3 separate regions of the Cricetulus griseus genome follow, and all the other regions are linked to region 2. Evidence: chromatin contacts called from public Hi-C and Micro-C data. All regions are on one chromosome and are shown on one strand. Each heading gives the region's core, a stretch centred on a gene start, on an enhancer-like site or on the middle of the called end of the contact. The rest is flanking DNA. Distances are from core to core; before and after follow the strand shown.

Region 1 (2,787 bases), core at 154-2,653, 130 kb after region 2:
TACTTATTAGTGTGCGCATTAAGTTTTCTAAGGAAAAGTGCTTTTGTGGCTGACATTCCCAGGGAGCTGCTCAGGAGGAATGTGCTAAGGCAAAGACGCTGTAAATTTGCACCTAAGGGGTGGGTGGGGGCGGGGGCGGGGCGTGCAGCTCAGTGGCAGAGTGTTTGTTGTCTAGACCCTGAGTTTGATTCCACAAGTGAACCTGTTACAGACAAGCTAACAGTAGTTCTCAACCTTCCTAACGTTAAAATGCAACCCTTATGTTGTGGTGCCCCCCACACACACACCGTAAAATTATTTTCGTTGCTACTCCATAACCGTAATTTTGCTATTGTTATGAATCAATTAAGTATCTGATATGCAACCCCTGTGACAGACAGGGCTTCGACCCAAAGGGGTCTCGAGCCACACAAGTCGAGAATCACTGGGCTCGTGTCTGTAATCCCAGCGTTTGGGAGACAGAAGCAGGATGATCAGTTTAAGGCCAGCCTTACACGAGAGCCTGTTTAAATATCAACAACAAGAAGCTGTCACTGTAGTAACTGCCTAAACACCAGAGAGACTGAGATGCTTTCTGCCCGAAGCAATCGGAGCTTGAAATTCATATTACTCAATCTGAGCGGATAGTAACAGATGCCCCTAATCAAGGTCCAGCTAAAAGGGGAAGGAACGCTACGGAAGGCCAGGCGCTGAAAAGGATTTCAGCTGGAAGGATAGAGTGGGAGAGTTCATTAAGAATACCCCCTCGCTCACCCCCCACGCCCCATCCCCGCCTCAAGACTCCAGCGCCAGCACAAGGCTGCGGGAGCGAGGTGAAGTGAACCTGTCTTCTCCTAGAGACCGGCGGGCAAGCTGAAAACAAGAGGCTCAAGAGAAGAAGCCCCAGCCAGGGCAGGGAAGAATCGCCAGCTCTGTGCCCCGCCGAGGACCCGAGCCCTCCAGAGTCCGCCACGCGCCACCAGGAGCCCGCCGTGGCCTCCCCCATTGCCGGAGGACCACAAGCCCCAGCAGCCCGCGGCAGGGCCCCGGCGCCCGACGCAGCGAGCGCTGCGGGCGGCCTGGAGGTACCGTGGCGGGCGCAGGAGGGACAGGCGGCTGCGGGCCTGGGCGGCTGCGGGCCTGGGCGGCTGCGGCTGGGTCCTCACCACCGTCTCCTCTACTCCCGCAGGACCTGTGGCTGCAAGAGGTCTCCAATCTGTCCGAGTGGCTGAGTCCGGGGCGCAGGCTCTAAGTGCCCCCTGCTGAGAATCCCATCGGGCCAAACATGCCCCGGGCACGCGTGTCCCGCGCTCTAGGGTTCAATAAAGCGGCTGCCAGCAAGACGCGTCGACTACAGTTCAAGGGGAGGGGCGCCCCGGGGGAGCCGGCGCTCGCGCCGCCACCTGACGTCATCCACGTAGTTGCGTCACTGCTGCGCGCCGCGGGTCCGGGCGTGATGGCGGCGCTGGGCGGGGACGGGCTGCGTCTACTGTCGGTGTCGCGGCCGGAGCGGCAGCCCGAGTCAGCCGCGCTGAGCGGCCCGGGCCCGGGGCTGTGCTGCTGGGTGTCCGTGTTCTCCTGCTTCAGTCTCGCCTGCTCCTATGTGGGCAGCCTCTACGTGTGGAAGAGCGAGCTGCCCAGGTGTGGGGGCTGCGCGCGCGGCCGGGATCCGCGCCCCCGCGAGGCGGGGCAGGGGCGGAGCTTGGGCCGACGGGGGTGGGGCCGCGGCGGCCAGCGGCTGCTGCAGGCCCGCTCAACCTACGGCTCCCTTCCTAGGGACCACCCTGCTGTCATCAAGCGGCGTTTCACCAGCGTCCTGGTGGTCTCCAGCCTGTCCCCTCTCTGCGTGCTGCTCTGGAGGGAACTCACTGGCATCCAGGTGCGAAGGCGGCGGGGCGCGGGCAACCAGGGAAAGGATCCCAGGTTTTGTTGTGGGAGGGAACATCACTGATGCCCCCTTTCCTGTGGCTCAGCCAGGCACATCACTGCTCACCCTGATGGGCTTCAGGCTGGAGGGCATTTTCCCAGCAGCTCTGCTGCCCCTGCTGCTAACTATGGTGAGTCCTGCTTCCTTTTTCCTACTCTGTTGTCACTAGTGTAATGAAATGCCCCGTGTCCAGCCTGCCTTTGGCAGATGACAGACAGAAACTATGATGTGGCCCTTGAGCCCCCAGGTGTGTATTGCTGGGAAACCCTAGAACTCGGGAAGCCTGAGGTCTCATGACACTGACCAAGGGCACTGGATTGTGGTGGGGCTTTCATTTGATCTGGTTTTTTTTTTTTTTGCCCCCAGATCCTATTCCTGGGTCCACTGATGCAGCTCTCTATGGATTGCCCGTGTGACCTGACAGATGGGCTGAAGGTTGTCCTGGGTGAGTCTTCAAGACTGAGGAAAAGGTAGGCACAGGCAGTCCAGGACACTGGGGAGAGGAGTCAGTGAGATGTGATCTGGACTGAAGAGGTGAGATGTCACCTCTCTGGGTGTGTTTCTTCATCAGTAAAAGGCATCATACTGCTGGGTACCTTGTAAATTCCTGGTACTCGAGGAGGCCTTTCAGGACCCAAAACAGTACTTGATATGGGTCAGACAGCATCTTCCCTTGTTCTTCCATCCTTTGGCTTCCCCAAATACTGGCCTTGATTGAATTTTGGTATCAGAATTTACTATGACTCCCTCGTATACTGTTGCCTTACCTTACTGTTGTCAATTATATCTCAAGATATTGAAATTAGGTCTTATAAAGTTTGTTCCCTTCCCCATTCTGATTCTCAGGATTCCTGACCTGAGTTTGGCCAGAATAAATCTGT
Region 2 (2,700 bases), core at 152-2,651:
AACAAAATGGAAAATGTTTACTGGAAAATATAGTGTACTAAGAGTACACTATATACTTAGGATAGTAAACATCATCTATCCATTTCAATTAAAAGAGAATGAAAGAAGCCACTCTCACAGCCCCATGGTCTTATGTTCTTGCCTCTGCCTTGACTTAGACTCCAGGAAGCTCTGCCACCCAAGCCCCACAACAGTTCACCTTGAAACTCTGTGTTGTCAAGGCCCCTGATGGCCTCCACGGCATCCTCTGCCCGCTCCATGTGTACAAAGGCATAATCTTTCACGATGTCACATTCGATGACTGGGCCATACTCCTCAAACTTGGCCCGAAGCTCTTGGTTGGTACAAGTGGGGCTGATGTTGCCCACATGTAACTTGGTTGAAGCTTTGCTCTTATTTTTGCTGGCTTCCACATTGATGTTCACTCCGTGCAGCTTGTAGTGGTGCAGGTTGCGTATGGCATCCTCAGCGGCCGTCTTGTCCTCTATGTGCACAAAGCCATAGTTCTTAATGATGTCACATTCTAGCACCTTCCCGTACTGCTCGAAGAGTGAGCGGATCTCTTGCTCTGTGGCCTCCCGGGGCAGATTTCCAATGAACAGCTTCACCATCCTGACAAGAGCCTGGCAGATTACAAACAACATTTCAAAAGTCAGGCGTGAAGTGAGACATAGCATTGCAGCATTTCCATTTAATGGCCCAATTATTAATATCTTCCCGACCCTCACATAGGTAATTTATTCCTTTTGAGAGAGAAATAGCAGTTTGTTCCTAAGTAGTGCAAGCTGTGTGGCAATGCCAACAGAAGATCGGAGGGCAGAGTGCACAACTAGGTCCAACATCTCTGTGAGGTCAGGTACATCTAATCTACAAGGTTAGCTGTTTCAAGGCTTAGCACAGGGAAGAAAACGCCAAGCAGAACGCAAGAAACATCTGAATGTTCCTAGTGACAAGATTTTGGAGGGAAATCTGTGTGCCTCTCCACAGCGCGGCATCACTTCCCACCACACTCTTAAGAACGAAAAGCCCTCTTACTCCCCACACCTGAACCCCCTTCCTCAGCGGCCCAACCTCCAGCTGCTACATCCCAACAAAGACTCGGCCCGACCCCTGCCCCGCCCCCTCCGGAGACCCGGCCCCGCCTCCTTCCCTTGTCTTCCCGGGACCTTCCTCAGAAGATGAGTAGCCCCAAACCTGGGCCTCCCTGGCCCTCCCGAGGCCCGGCCGGGCTGCTCCCGGGCTCCCCACACACCCACAGCATCCTCTCCTACCTCCGGGTGGTGCTGGCGGTGGCGGCGGGTCCCGCGTCAGAGAGAACCCTACAAAATGGCGACGGCCGCTCGAGCCTCGGCGCGACCGAGCGCTTTCTCGCGCGCCAGCTCACGCACGCGCGAGTGCGCGCTGCCTGCCTCCCCTCCCCCTCGCAGGAGCGGGGCGACCAATCCTGCGGCCGCACACAAATGGCCGCCCCCGTGCGGGGGCGGGGTCATGTGGTGACGGCACTGCGGGGTCAGCCCGCCCCCAGCCCCGGATAGCCAATCACCACCTTGGGAGAGGGTCGCGGCTTGCGCGTCAAAAGATCTCTGGAAGCAACCCCTGCCTTGGCAAAACAGTAAGCGCAGGGGGAGTATCTAACCATCACAATGGATCGTGCTATTAGCCCACTGTCGAGGGAGGCTGATGACAAAGGGTTGTTTCACTGGGCCCGCTAGAAGGGGGTTTTCTCAAGCTCTGTGGCGGCTGAGAGCGATACTTCAGAAGTCTAAGCACCCCATCTTAACCTAATCTCTCCCTTATTTGGATGGGAGGGAGCGAGCAACTCCCTTAAAACAACTTAATTTTCGCTGCAATTGTGGTGTTCATTGGCGAGAAAATAGAGACTGAGAATCGAGGGACGAAAAGGTGATCTGTGACAGAGCTGGGTTAGAACGAGGAAGGTATTTCTCTATCCAAACTGTACTTTGTCATGTTTATTCATGAATATACGTGCGCTGGGTTTTCCCTCTCTCGTTGTGTATCTGCCTGTCATGGTTCCTGAAATGTGGTAAGCACCCTCCCCCCCCCAAAAAAAAATGGTGTAGAAGTCCAGAGAGAGTCCGGGTTTGGGGATGTGAGTGTGACAAGGGGCTCCACATCCAGTCCAAGCTGCCAGAGGTACAGGCAATTGTCAGGCTCCTGACTTTCAGCTGCGGTCCAAGGGCACCTCCTGGTGGCAGAAGGGTACTAGCTAGGTGGATTATTCACTATCCCATTCAACAAAGAGTATTTGGGCCATTTAGAGAGATTGATGGGTTGAGTTTATTTCCTGGTAGAGATACTAGGATGATTGTTAAACACCATTCTCCATTGTGGTAGTTTCAACACCAGCTTCTCCAATACTATAAAGATCAGTTGCCCAAGCTACTTGGAAACATTTCTGTCACCAAATCCATGTTTCCTACTCATTTCAGAAGCCATTGTCTTTCTAATTGTAATAACAGACACATATTTATTTATTTATTTATTTATTTATTTATTTGTTTTTCGAGACAGGGTTTCTCTGTGGCTTTGGAGGCTGTCCTGGAACTAGCTCTTGTAGACCAGGCTGGTCTCGGAACTCACAGAGATCCACCTGCCTCTGCCACTGGAGTGCTGGGACTAAAGGTGTGCACCACCACCCTCCCGGCAACAAACATATTTTTAAAATTAAAAATTTTGGTT
Region 3 (2,803 bases), core at 216-2,715, 150 kb before region 2:
ATGACTAAGATAACTGGCCTAAACGTTGAACAGTTTGTGCCAAGAGGTCAGTCAGCACTCGACAGTCTTACGACTCTGTTACTATGATGCAGCTTCCCTATTCACATCTTTCGGTGCTGCTGTTTTTTCTCTGTCTCCTCCCAGGCTCAGAAGTACAGCTTGTAGAGTATGAGGCCTCAGCTGCTGGTCTCATCCGATCTTTCTGTGAGCGTTTTCCAGAAGATGGGCCTGAATTGGAGGAGGTCCTTACCCAGCTAGCCACAGCAGATGCCAGATTCTGGAGGGACCAGGTCAAGGAGGCCCCAGCTGGCCAGGCTTGAGAAGATTTCGTGATTCCTTTCCCCACTCCATAAACCTGTGTGTGTCATTAGGAGTGGGGGGTAGGGGTGGGCTCTGACTCTGGTGCTACCTCAACTGAGGGTGGTGATGCTAACCCTTCTATTTGTCAGCACTTTCTGGTTTACCAAGTACTTCCTCAGTTCCTTGGTCTGCGCTGCCATCTTTGGAGGGAGCTCCACAGGCTGCCTAGTCCAGTTTCCCACATGGGACAATGCAGTTCTGAGAAGTGACTGGTCTAAATCTGGTAGCTGGCATGTGACAGAGCCAGGGCTCAAAGCGTTCTCACCAAATCCAATGCTCTTCGTGTATTACTTTTATAACCAGAAAAATAAATACCACAAACAACCATCATTGCTATGTGTGAGATTCTTCCTCCCTGTGTTCAGAGCCTGGGGAGGGCACAGTACCGCACTTCTGGCTTCCAGTCCACAACAGGATTTTGCTATCGTCTCTAAAGGAAAGCACAGAGGCATAGTATGAGTTCTGCAGCTCTCCTTTGTGACATATTTTTTTTAAAGATTTTATTTATTTATTATGTTTACAACATTCTGCTTCCATTCTGCACATCAGAAGAGGGCACCAGATCTCATAACGGATGGTTGTGAGCCACCATGAGCAGTCGGTGCTCTTAACCTCTGAGCCATCTCTCCAGCCCCCATGACATATTTTTAATATTTTTTTTTCTGTGTATGTGTGCATTTTCTCACTGTGGGCTGGTCCCAGCAGAAGCTAGAAGATAGTATCATATCCCCTAGAACTAAACTTAAAGAATTGTGAGCTGCCATGGGCTGCTGAGAAGCAAACTGGGGTTCTCTGCAAGAGCAGCAAGCGTCTTGTACTTTAAACTTTCAGGAGCTTAAGAGCTAGTACCCATCAACTTGAGATCCTGCCCTTTAATCCTCGTGGTTTGGGTCTCAGAGCTTGGACCTCTACAGTCAGAAGAAAGGACATGACACTTTTCGACTGGGCTAACCATAAAAATTGAGGCAGTTCATTTTGATGATCTTAACCTCCAACAAGAGCTCCTCCCCAGCCCTCGAAGCCCAGGACCCTGTTATTGGTGCAGAAACCATAAGTCAAAATAATGTAAGAGGAAATGCTGGCAAGGAAACGGGCTGGTTCCAGCCGGGACAATTACATCCCCGGAACGTTTGTTTCTGTGCTTTCTGGTGTCCGGATTCTATTGGGCGTTGCGCTATAGCGGAGGTGGTTGCCAAGGCGACGCTAGGGAAGATGGCTGCGACGTCTTCAGCGGATTCCGACAGCGGGAGAACTGAGAGGTGAAGTCCCGGTTCCTTAGGGCTTCCTTTCCCTCAGATGAGTAGACCGCGCCTTGGTGCCGAGTCCCGGGCTCTTGCTTTCGGGCTGCGCTGAAAGTTCTGAAAGGGCCGTTTAGAAATCAGTAACGGAAACCAAAGGCCAAGAAGCGTCTGTGTTTGTGATTGGCTGATCACCCCGGGCGCCAATTGATCCCAGATTCTCCTTTCTCCGTGTTCTCAGGCTCGGGCATCATCTTACTCAGAACTTTCTTCCTTTCCCGTGAGACTCACTTTTTCCAACTATCCTCTCCTTTCCCTCACAGCAGCGAAGCCAATTCGAAATGGCTGGACGCGCACTACGACCCCATGGCCAACATCCATACCTTCTCCCCCTGCCTGGGTGAGTCCCCAGACCTGGGAAAGCCCGGATTCTAGGAGGATGGAAGGATCGGGTAATGGTGAAGCCTTTGGAGCTCCCACTTACGACCCTCTGTGTTTTCCAGCTCTGGCAGATTTGCATGGCGATGGGGAGTACAAGGTAGGCAATCAGAAAGTTGAGTGGGGAAAACTCAGAAGTGAGATTTGCAGAGAGGGGCAACATACTCTAGAACCCATTCGTACTGAAAAGGCACATTTAGTTGCAACTCCTTTATTTTTTTAATTTTTAAATTTATTTAACTTGTTTTTATGTGCATTGGTGTGAAGATATCAGATCCGCTGGAACTGGAGTTACAGACAGTTTTGAGCTGCCATGTCGGTGCTGGGAATTGAACCTGGGTCTTCTAGAAGGGCAGCCAGTGCTCTCAACCGCTGAGCTATCTCTCCAGCCTCCAGAACTTCTTTCTTTCAATAATTTATTTATTTTTATTTTGTGTGCATTGGTTTTTTTTGTTTTGTTTTGTTTTGCATGTATGTCTTATGAGGGTGTCGGATCCTTTAGAACTGGAGTTACAGACAGTTGTGAACTGCCATGTTGGTTGCGGGGAATTGTCCAGGGTCCTCTGGAAGGGCAGCCAGTCCTCTTAACCACTATTTTATTTAGATAGTAAACATTAATTTTATAACATGATCTGTAGAAATAAAGCAGAAAAAAGTTGTAGATTTATAATGGTCAGATATATAATTCTCTAAAAATTAATTTGGGGGTGGGAGTAGTGATGCATGTCTTAATTACAGCATTTGGAGAATAGAGACAGATAGCGATC

The links. Hi-C and Micro-C count contacts between places; a contact is called where the count stands out from the background.
Region 1: a contact with region 2 is called in a Micro-C map of the CHO-K1 cell line, with 3 times the contacts expected there. The contact joins the promoter of Rce1 here to the promoter of Rbm4b in region 2. A contact is called at or near these places in 6 of 8 Hi-C or Micro-C datasets (the CHK-Q cell line, the CHL-YN cell line, the CHO-K1 cell line and 2 more).
Region 3: a contact with region 2 is called in a Hi-C map of fibroblasts, with 6 times the contacts expected there. The contact joins the promoter of Bbs1 here to the promoter of Rbm4b in region 2. A contact is called at or near these places in 3 of 8 Hi-C or Micro-C datasets (the CHO-K1 cell line and fibroblasts).

The regions. Positions count from the first base shown.
Region 1 is chr3:54,658,094-54,660,880 of CriGri-PICRH-1.0, forward strand. It overlaps Rce1 (CAAX prenyl protease 2), which reads left to right and starts at 1,404. Exons shown (of 8, transcript XM_035442046.1): 1 at 1,404-1,620; 2 at 1,756-1,858; 3 at 1,953-2,036; 4 at 2,273-2,351. The coding sequence starts at 1,436. CUNH11orf80 (type 2 DNA topoisomerase 6 subunit B-like) reads left to right here. Exons shown (of 17, transcript XM_027408677.2): 17 at 838-1,354. The coding sequence ends at 1,211.
Region 2 is chr3:54,527,360-54,530,059 of CriGri-PICRH-1.0, forward strand. It overlaps Rbm4b (RNA-binding protein 4B), which reads right to left and starts at 1,402. Exons shown (of 4, transcript XM_027408670.2): 1 at 1,272-1,402; 2 at 200-623. The coding sequence starts at 611. LOC118238543 (a long non-coding RNA gene) reads left to right here and starts at 1,410. Exons shown (of 2, transcript XR_004769052.1): 1 at 1,410-1,612.
Region 3 is chr3:54,379,082-54,381,884 of CriGri-PICRH-1.0, forward strand. Bbs1 (Bardet-Biedl syndrome 1 protein) reads left to right here and starts at 1,466. Exons shown (of 17, transcript XM_027408654.2): 1 at 1,466-1,619; 2 at 1,922-1,998; 3 at 2,102-2,136. The coding sequence starts at 1,573. It overlaps Dpp3 (dipeptidyl peptidase 3), which reads left to right. Exons shown (of 18, transcript XM_027408652.2): 18 at 145-690. The coding sequence ends at 320.